2 separate regions of the Macaca mulatta genome follow, and region 2 is linked to region 1. The links are chromatin contacts, called in public Hi-C maps. All regions are on one chromosome and are shown on one strand. The core of a region is the stretch at or near the end of the contact, and the rest is flanking DNA. Distances in the headings are between cores, read along the strand shown.

Evidence for each region. A called contact is a pair of places that touch in the nucleus more often than the background predicts.
Region 2: a Hi-C map of fetal cortex germinal zone shows a contact between it and region 1, with 2.1 times the contacts expected there. The contact joins the enhancer-like site here to the promoter of ARHGAP28 in region 1. A contact is called at or near these places in 2 of 14 Hi-C or Micro-C datasets (fetal cortex germinal zone and fetal cortical plate).

Annotation. Positions count from the first base shown.
Region 1 is chr18:77,824,665-77,829,584 of T2T-MMU8v2.0, forward strand. It overlaps ARHGAP28 (Rho GTPase activating protein 28), which reads left to right and starts at 2,124. Exons shown (of 18, transcript XM_028838212.2): 1 at 2,124-2,973. The coding sequence starts at 2,246. It overlaps LOC144336386 (a long non-coding RNA gene), which reads right to left and starts at 2,892. Exons shown (of 2, transcript XR_013408129.1): 1 at 2,750-2,892; 2 at 1,859-2,100.
Region 2 is chr18:77,986,830-77,991,749 of T2T-MMU8v2.0, forward strand. The region is part of intron 10 of ARHGAP28 (Rho GTPase activating protein 28); the gene reads left to right. Among named protein-coding and RNA genes, the nearest start is that of ARHGAP28, 160 kb to the left of the region's middle. Within about 2 kb of position 2,147, at least 7 of the 40 cell types and tissues checked have an H3K27ac peak or open chromatin away from gene starts, as enhancers often do. A contact at or near this core is called in fetal cortex germinal zone and fetal cortical plate, where this site is marked.

The DNA of each region.
Region 1 (4,920 bases), core at 874-3,373:
GAGGCCACACTAAGGAGTTTGGACTTCAATTTGTAGCAAGTAGGTTACATTTGAGGGCTTTCTGAGAAAGAAGAAGAGGATGTTCTGCATTTTAGGAAAATCACCCAAACAGCATTTTGAAAGGGGATGGGGCTTAAGAGGAAGCTGATGGAAAGTAATCTTTGTGAAGGAAAGATTGCGGCCACCTAGTCAGGAGATGGTGACGAGAGGGCAAAGACATTAGCGGTGGGAATTCAAAGAATGGTTGGCAGATATTTTGAGGAACAAATGACAGATTTGATCATCGATTGGAGGGAGGAGTCCAAAGTGAAACCAGGGCGTCTACAATGTGAATACACAAGAGGAGGAGGGCTCCTTGGCTGGCAGGATGAGGCGTTACTGCAATGCGGGGCATCTAGAGGCCGTGTTACGATCAAAATGTTTATAAGAAAAGACCCTGTAGGTATTTCATATTGTGAGTCTGTAGTTCAGAAAAATAAAAGAAGAATGTCCCATGCCCAGAAAAAGTTCCACTACTATAATTCCTTATGATAATTCTAAAATACTATCAGATAAAAATTACAAGCTTTTATGAAGTTTGGTGCCAAAATTTATTGGGTGATAAACTTGACCTGAACAAATGTGAGGCTATCTATAGACTTTATCCTACTCAAAGTCAATATTCATTTTTCTTTGCTGCAGAAGTAATACACTTAAATATACAATACTGTCCCAAATTTACTGGGCTGAGGGTTTTTTATATTAAATGGTGCATGCATGAAATTATCATTTAAAAATAAAAAGTAGATGTAATTTCTGAAATGCATCTGTTCCCAAGGTTTTAGATGAAGAATTGTGGATACATATCAGTACCTACAGTGGTTTTTCAACTTCACGTTTTAAGAAGGTATTGTCTTAGTTTTATGCATTGGCATAAAGCACAGTAAGTAAACAGATGCCTCTTTTTATCTGAAAACTTTGGAGAATAAAGCATTCTTTGCATGTGTCTTTTCCATACACTCGTGCTTGATAAGTTTCTTTATCCATAAAATTGGGATAATAATACTACCTACCTGTTTAAACAGCTAATGTACACCATTGTTTAAACAGCTAATGTACACCATCTAACACGTTAGTAAATTTAGTCATTATTAGCTTACCGTTTAATTAATAAAACATTTTTTAAAGCATTTTGGATGAAAAACTTATGTTTTCCCAAACTCTGAAAGTGCAATGAAAATAAATGTGTCCCTTCTTGATGAATGTAAAGAGCAAAGAGTACCCCCATTTCTTGAAAACCTAACAGGTACTTGTTGCTTTAATCCTACAAGATGAATGTTATTTTCCCCATTTCACAGAGGCAGCAACACAGATTCCGAGATGTTAAGTAGCATGATCAAGTTGCCCTCCAGTAAGGGATAGATTAACTTGTCTTTCTACTTCATCTAGCTCCTAGGGATGTGTGGAAGAGACAGCAGATAAAACACTGTCCATGTGAGTAAAACATTCACGTGGGCCTCTTCCTAGGCATACTTCTGGTTACTTTTTAATCAGCTATAAGAATGTCGTATTTTTCCATTTGTGCTATTAGTCCTATGTGGATAAGGACATACTTCAGACTCAAGATTTCTAATGATGCCCCTTTTTATCTACCTCGAACCAGTCCCTACATCCTCCCCCACCAACAGTAACTTCTGGAAATAACATCCATTTGGCCTATAATAATAAAGTCTAATTTTCAGACAAGCTGCAAACGGTATCTGTTAATTTGATCATGACTGGGAGGAGGAAAGGGATGTGAGAGTGAGGTAAGAGTCTGGTAGTGAGATTGAGGGTGGGGGAGGGAAGCGTTCCCTTGCTATGAGAGGGAATTACCTGACCCAAAAGGAAATCAAGTTTATTGTAACTTGACTAAGTCAACAGCAAGGTAATCCAGTTCTTCAATTTTTGATGTGGATGCTTTAAATGACAGAGTGTCACATTTTCTCCTTTTCTTCCCCAGAGCACACATTTCAAACCCCGCCTCTCTCCTCAGCCTGAGGTATGGTTTCTTAGTCTCACTCCTTGCAGCCAGGCAGGAAATGTTCCCAGCCACAGGATAAGCCTCCAGTTGGAAGCGGGCTGGGAGGGGGAGTGAGAAAAGGAAAAAAAAAGAAACAATGAAAAACAAACTTTACTAGAGCCGCTAGCAGGAGCCCCAAAGGATCCCGGCCGGTTTCCAGTTTCCTAGAAGCGGGGATCACACCTCCCCCCGCACTCCCGACACATGCGCGCACACGCACACACAGGCGCAAACACACAGGCACACACACGGACACAAAGGCGCGCGCACACACACACACGGACACACACGTACACACGGGCGCGCACACAGAGGCACAAACGCGCACACAGGAACAAACATGGACACCCAAAGGCTTACACACACACACACACACACACACACACGGACACACAAAAGCGCACACACGGACACACAAAGGCGCGCGCACACAGGCACAAACGCACACACAGGCACACACAGGCGTGCAGACATACACAGGCACACAAACAGGCACACACACGCACACACAGGCACGCACGCGCGCGCGCGCGCGCGCGCACACACACACACACACACACACACACACACACACACAATGCCCGCCCCTACTCCAGCCCGTGGGCGTGGTTCCCAGCGTCTGCGAATTCGCGCGCCCGGGGCGGGGCGGGGCGGGGCGGGCCTGCCCGGGGGCCACTGACAGCCGCGGGAGAGAGCGGCTGGTCGCACCTCCGGCCCCGCTGCCCAGCTGCTGACAGCCTCCCGGCGCGCCGGTCCATGCTGGTCCCGGTCTTTGTTCTGGGGCCGGCGCCGAGACATGCGTGGCTGACGATGGAGGTGGAGGACTCGGGCGGCGTGGTGCTGACCGCCTACCACTCGTACGCCCGCGCCCAGCCCCCCAACGCAGAGTCGCGCTGCGCGCCCCGGGCCGCCGCCAGCCACCCGCTCAGCAGGTACCCGGAGCCGCTCCCGCCAGGGCGGCGCAGTCGCGCCGGGCTTGGGGGGTTCGCCGTGCAGCTGCGCCTTCTGCCTGGGCGCAGATAGTTGTTTCAAGTTTTGGTGGACTAGATGAGTGAGCCTGGGGTTCTTTGCATTGTCTTTGACTGGAGGTGGGAAACGCTCGAAGGCTGCACTAGCCTGGGCTGAAGTCGTTGGCTAGCAGAGATTAGCAGCGGGATTGCATTCTTGATACGATTTGAGGATAAGTCATGTGTATATATATATATATATATATATATATATATATATATATACACCCATTTCGGCCAAAGTTGCCTATAAAATCTCGGGAAATTAAAAAATTTTCCAAATGAAACACAAGCAGCACATGAAAAGAAAACATTAAAATACATAACCCTAAATCCTCAAAATACTCCTTTTGAGAGCTTGTTCAGTAACTGCATTTCTGATTTAAAATGTAGGTTGAGAAATTCTCTAAAAAGTACACCTCAGTAGACTTTAAAAGACAATTTTATTTCTACATGTTAAAACCTTTCAACTGTATAAATGCATTGGTGTCATTATTTGATTACTGCTGATGTCAACTCTATGTTGTGAATGCAATTATATTTCCTTTTGGTCAAAAGAAGCCTATACGCATCTCATCCTGTATATTTCAGATTTAATGAGGGATCTATGTTAAATTACTGTGTCAGTGATCATCCATTTGATGCAAGATCAAGGCCAATGAGACTCTCCTTAACTAAAACAAAAATGGTTAAGTGGGTAGACAAAAGTATTGTGATGAGTGAGATGGTTTGGTATTTGATACATATTTGGGGGAAGTTTTATTTGTGTAAATGTGACTATCTGATCCATTGATGAGTGCTTTTCTTTACAAGTGGGCAATTTGAGTGATGTGTTTTCATCATGTTTATTTTTAATCATTTCTTTTTTCTCATACTTTTAACTTTAGTTACGTGATAATGATTGCTTCTGTTTCCTAATTTAATTGATTGTGATTTTAATTGATTTCCTAATTAACAGATTGTGACTTTATTTCAAGGAATACTTTTTGGCTAGTATCCATGGGAAGAACAAACTACATTGGCAAGAGATCTATGTTGGACTTGGCTAACAAAGAAAATGTTGTTTCTTTCAAAAACAGCAGGTTGAGTGAAATCTCACTTTTATATAAAGACAGTGGGAAAATAACATTTTTTTCCAGCTTTAGGAGTTGTGCATATACTTTTAAAGGCTCCTTGAAAATAAAAACTGGCATTTGTCTTTAGGGTATTTTCTTTTCTAAACATAATCATTGGCTGTAAGTACTCAGATTATGACTAACTAAATATATATATATATATGTGTGTGTGTGTGTCTGTGTGTGTGTGTGTGTTGATGAAAAGCATGGGCCGAGTTTGTCCATTTCTTAAACGATTCTAGTGTAGCTGTCCTGTCTATAATTCCCAGCAGCTGTCTCAGAGCACCAGCCAGATTGTGCCATTTGGGCGATTTGAAACTACATCCGTTTCCAAAGCAAACTAGAAGCAGAAGTTCTATTAACTCAGCATGTGGTCTTGTGGAATGATAATACTTGAGAGCAAGCGTTACATGTCAGAGCTAGTATTTCACCTTAAGGTTGCCAATTAGATTCACGTCGTTCCAAGTTTGCATTTTTGGTGACTGCCCTGCACTCTCTGGGAGCCTTGGTACCATTGTCCCTCTGCTGCAGGCCCCCCGGCCCTCTGCAACCCAATCACAAGAGAATAGCTTAATTCCTTGGTTCCTAGTAAAAAAGCAATCAAAAAGAGGTTCCTGTATTTACAAAGAGCCAGAGGACACCATTAATCGTAAGTCTGATAACAGAAATAATCAGGCCCAAGTTATTAACCTTTGACTCACTAACTAACGATCAATACTTCCTTTCAAGCCAAGAAGCAAGATCATATTGTTCTACT
Region 2 (4,920 bases), core at 897-3,396, 160 kb after region 1:
ACTGCTGCTTCCCTTTAGTTTGGAAAAGTTGAAACGTCTCACCACTGTTTTGGAGGTTAAACACCTTAGTTTGTTGTGTTCCTCTCAGCCATGGAATTCACTAAGCCAATGTTATATGAGCCTTTATTTCCATCATTCGTTGGTTTAAACATTCCTTGGCTCTCCCTTTAGTGAAAGCTGTTACAGGAATTTGTAGCAGTGGCTATATAACCACTAGAATACTCACTCAGCAGTTCCAAAACCCAGTTCCACTTACGGTAATGTTAACATCCACATCTAAAACCAGCTGTTCAGTGTGAATCTTCTTCCTTTGCTTCCTTACTTCCATGAGGTGACCAACTCTACAGTATAATAGCGCAAAGAATTATTAGAAAAGAAAAGCTTTTCTCATAAAAATCCACCAAAATATCCCACTGTGTCTGTGGTAGGCATCCACCATGGAGAGCTCCTTCCTGCAGTTGGATCACTCCCTGGCTTGCAAATGTGAAAACCTGAGCAGTTTTAAAAGATGGATCCCTGAGCAAACAGTCTCGGGGCAGGGGAAAACAAATGTGGTAATGTTTATCAAAAAGACATTTGTAGAGGCAAAACAGCGTCTCTTCATTAATTCATTTTGGTACATGCTTTGGGAAATTCTATTTGTATCAGTCTCACAGTTTTTATATAGAAGTGTGATGAGAGGTTTTTCTAAGTGGAAACTGAGAATAGATAGGCTGTGTCTACTGGATCCTCCAGAAAGCAGATGCTGAGATGGGTGAGGAGCAGAGGAGGGTCATGGCAGTACTGCTTCTGCAGGATGAAAGGGGCAGGAATCAGGATTGGCTGGGGTGAGGCTCCGACCACGGTGCAGGTCTGACAATTCCTAATCGTGGAGGAGCTGTGTGCTGGGCAGAATGGGCCAGGCCCTAGTACCCGTGCCTCCCTCCGTCGTGGGCTGGGGCTTCCTGCAGAAAATATGGCTGAGCCACATCTGGAAGGGGCCTGCAGCTGGGAGAGTCTGCTACCTGAGCTTTTGCACATGAGGGCGAGGTCTTCCGTGAAGGGAGGTCAGAGCAGGGCACCAGGACTCAGGGCTCCAGGCATGTTGAGGGGTTACGACTTCCCTGAGAGTGGAGTTGGCTGAATGCTGGCACAAGTTCTTGTGGAAGGCAGGGAGAAGCCCAACGGCTCCTTAAGGTTTATGCTTTCTAAGTTGAATCTGCTTTTTGTCTCCATTTCTCGTGTGTTTGGTTCCTACATACTCTTCTAAACAGATGTATCCTACACGTAAGGATGAAAACCATTACTTATTTTGGTTAAATCTTTGGTTATATCTGCAGAGTCAGAGAACCAAAATGAAAGAAAGAAATTTCCTAAACAGAAACATATTCCATCTCTTGAAACCTCTGTCCATAATTGGGAAACTATTTGCATATGTTCTTCCTGGTTCCTCTGTGTGTGTGTGTGTGTGTGCGCGCGCACGTGCGTGCGTGCGTGTACACACGCATGCATGGGTGTATAACATGCATAATGGATATGACTTAAATGTCTTGTTTCTAAATCACCAAAAGGAGAAAACATTACAGGGCATTTCTTATGTGCACAAAGTTTAATGTCATAGCAGCAGTTACCTTTCTTTGTCTAATCTTCCACTGAAAAATGCTTCTCAAAGGCTAATCATTCCTTCAGAATGTTCTTATAGGCACATGCATTCCTGGACCACATATAGGTCAAAGTCTTTTTTCTCCCCAGTTTTACGTAGTTTCAGCCTATTTATTCCATCACTTATTAGTGGAAAATGTAATCCAGATGTTTTCATGGTTTGAGCCCCAGGAAGGCCAATGTGAAAGAAATCTGGGCAAGTGAACAGAAACCGGGAAACACTGCAGTTAGAAAGACATTGAAACGTGATGCGTTAAAGGGCTCTTTATTCCTCTCCTTCATTCAAGCTTTTTATTTAAGCTACCTCCTTTTTTGTAATTCATCCACTGAACTACTGAAAACTCCATTATAATAATCCTCGAATTGAACCACGTTGATGACTCCAGCCCTGTAGTCCGCTAGTGTATCATTACTGTGAACGGTCTGGCCTGGCTTTGTGCTTAAATGCTTGGGGAGGCTGACAGGGAAGCAGCCCTGGGAGGAAGCTGCTGGTTTTAGCCAAACAGGGAACACGCAGCTGCGGAGCCAAGTCCCAGACTCGAGGCCTCAGCTCATTTGGAACCAATTTAATGCTTTGGTTGGTGTTTGCAATGATTTTCTTTCAAAAATGACAGAAATTTGAGCCGAACACCGGGGAATATATTTTATGGAAAGAGACAGACTGTTTGACATGCGAGTTTTTCTTTTTTGACTAGTTCGAATCATTCCAAGGCTGTTCTAAATGTTTTATAATTACCTCACCTGGCTTATTTAGGCTGGTCATTTGCATTTGTATAAAACTACCTCCAAAATAGAGTCAGGTTGCATTTTTGCTGAAGGGAGTTTTAATGACAAGACTTCTCATCCTTGCCTAGTGCTCTCAGTAACAGGGGTCAGAAAAACAGGGCTTCGGAACCTCTAAGTGCTCCCTGTCTTTGGCAAGGTAAACTCACACCTGGTTGACATGGTTTCACATTGGGACCACCATATAAGGTCAGCTCTGTTCAGAACCAAAAAACAGACATTCTTTCTCTCAGCGTTGCTTTATACCAGCCATCCAGACAAGATGACGCAGTATTATTCCCTAAACAGTCACACCGCATACGTGTGGGGTTCCCATAGTAATGACACTGCGGGTTAGAAGAGACCTGAGAGTGGGGGCGGGGCAAGCAGTCAGTGCGGCATTTATTGGGAGCTGTCAGCAGGACCTGCCACTTGTTTTGATCTTGGGAATGTCGTTTTAATGTTCCATTGTACATTGGGAAGCTTGAAGCACAGACCATACCCTAGTCAGCTGCAGAGTCAGGATAAAATCCTAAAGGATCTGGTTGTAGCACCTGCCCTTGACCCAGGTGCCCTGTTGCCCCTTAGGTGACTGGGCACTACTCACAGGTTAGGATGGCCACATTCGTGATTCAGATAGATTCCTTTGGCAGAGGTATGTGGAAAATGAATTTGAATTCTTCTCCTCTCGCTGGTGCTTCCTGTGCACTTGGAAAACAATGTCCCCTTTGCTTTACTGCAGTGGTACCAGGCGACTGATGGGAAATGCTTACTCCTCCTCCTGTATTTTTCCTATTAACAACACTGCCATCTGCCCATTACAAATCAGATGGAAATCATCTTGGAAAATCATCTCTGATGATTATTTCTCCCTCTGAGTCTCATATTCAATCCATCACTGATTCTTGAGAATTTTCCCTCCTGGGCATTTCTTAAATGCCTCCTCTCCTTTCTATCCTACAACTGTTTATCCAGATTAGTCCTTAGTTATCCGTCCCTGGAAGTGGTGCCGTGGCCTGATAACTGGGTTCTTTGCCTGTCACTTGCTTCCACCCACCTGACCTGTGCCAAGCTCCACGCTCCCCCAAATCATTTTCCCATCTGGCTGTCAGAAAAGATAAATTTACCCTTGCCATTCCTGTGCTTAGAGATGTTCCAGTCTGCCTCATTGCCTACAGGGTGAAGGCTAGTCCCCTTAGCACTGGCGCTGGCTGCTCTCCAGCCTCATTCCTTGCCCTTGATGTGCCAGCAAGGCTGAATGAACTGGAGTTCCGCAGACACTGGATCTGCTGGCATTTGTATCACTGCTTGAGCAGGATCCCCTTCGATTTCCTCTCTCCTGTAATCCTCAAGACTTGGCCCTAGCAGCGTTTGACTCCTCTCTTTCCTGGCTGCATAGCACCAATACATGACTTTTCTTACAGCATGTGCACTCTGAATTCGTAATATCAGCCCATGAAATAGTCCCACCCACTAGATTACAGGACACCGAAAGGCAAAGAATGGATCTCATACATCCTCCTCTTTTCAGAGCCCACTATATATCTTTCATTCTAGAAAGAACTTTATATTTATGCTTAAGATTTTGTAAAGTGTATTTATCACCAAAGCGTTTCTTGATTAGCTGAAGTATTCCTGTAAGATTGAAAGCTTCTCCAGGACAAGAAGAAAATCTCCTTTTGATATTATCAGTAGGGGTTAGAGGGTGCATCATAATCACGTGTATCTCTGTAAGAAACTTGTGCTGCCAGGGACCTCCAGTTTGCAGGCTCTGGGAGCCAAGAGAGTGATTATGGCTGGCTGGTTAATGAGCTGATCCTTATTAGGAAAAGGTCAGATGTGCACACTGACTCTGGCTGTGCATGCTCAAGGCCAGAAGAATTAGGCTTCTCATGAGAATAAAGCAGAGGTCTTAAAGAAACAGAGCTTTTAGAGTTCCCTTTCTAAGTGTCCTTTCTGGAGCAGTTAGTGTCAGCGGGGAGACTGACTATAACTGCTAGCATTATAGGTAAACCTTGTAGTTCAAAGGAGCAGTAAAAAATGAGTTTGCCTTTGAAAAGAAACATGAAGCCTGAGTGGCACTGATAATCAGATGAATTAATAATGTAAAATTTGTAAGCCAAGTAGAACTTACAGAGGCTTAGAGATCTTTTTAAAAGTATTTGCACAGTGTTCCAAACCTTACGAAGGATTGGGCAAGCGTGCAAACATGTGGAAGACGTGTCTGTCTTGGAATAAAACTTTGCTGTCACTGCTCCAGGAAGATGTCATAGGTTTGCATGTTGCAGTGAGGTCAGAGTTACTTTGTTGGGATAGTTCTCATTCTGTATGTGAACTGGCTAAGAGGCAAACCTTCTTGATCTAATTTAGAAATAGAGGATAGCAGAAGGCATTATGAAATAGGGGGAACGGAGACTTTGTCAGAATCCAACAGTGTATTTATCATGTGGGAATAGTGGTATTCTGCCAAAACCACAGAAATGAAACTGTGATCAGAGTAGAGAACTTCTATATTTG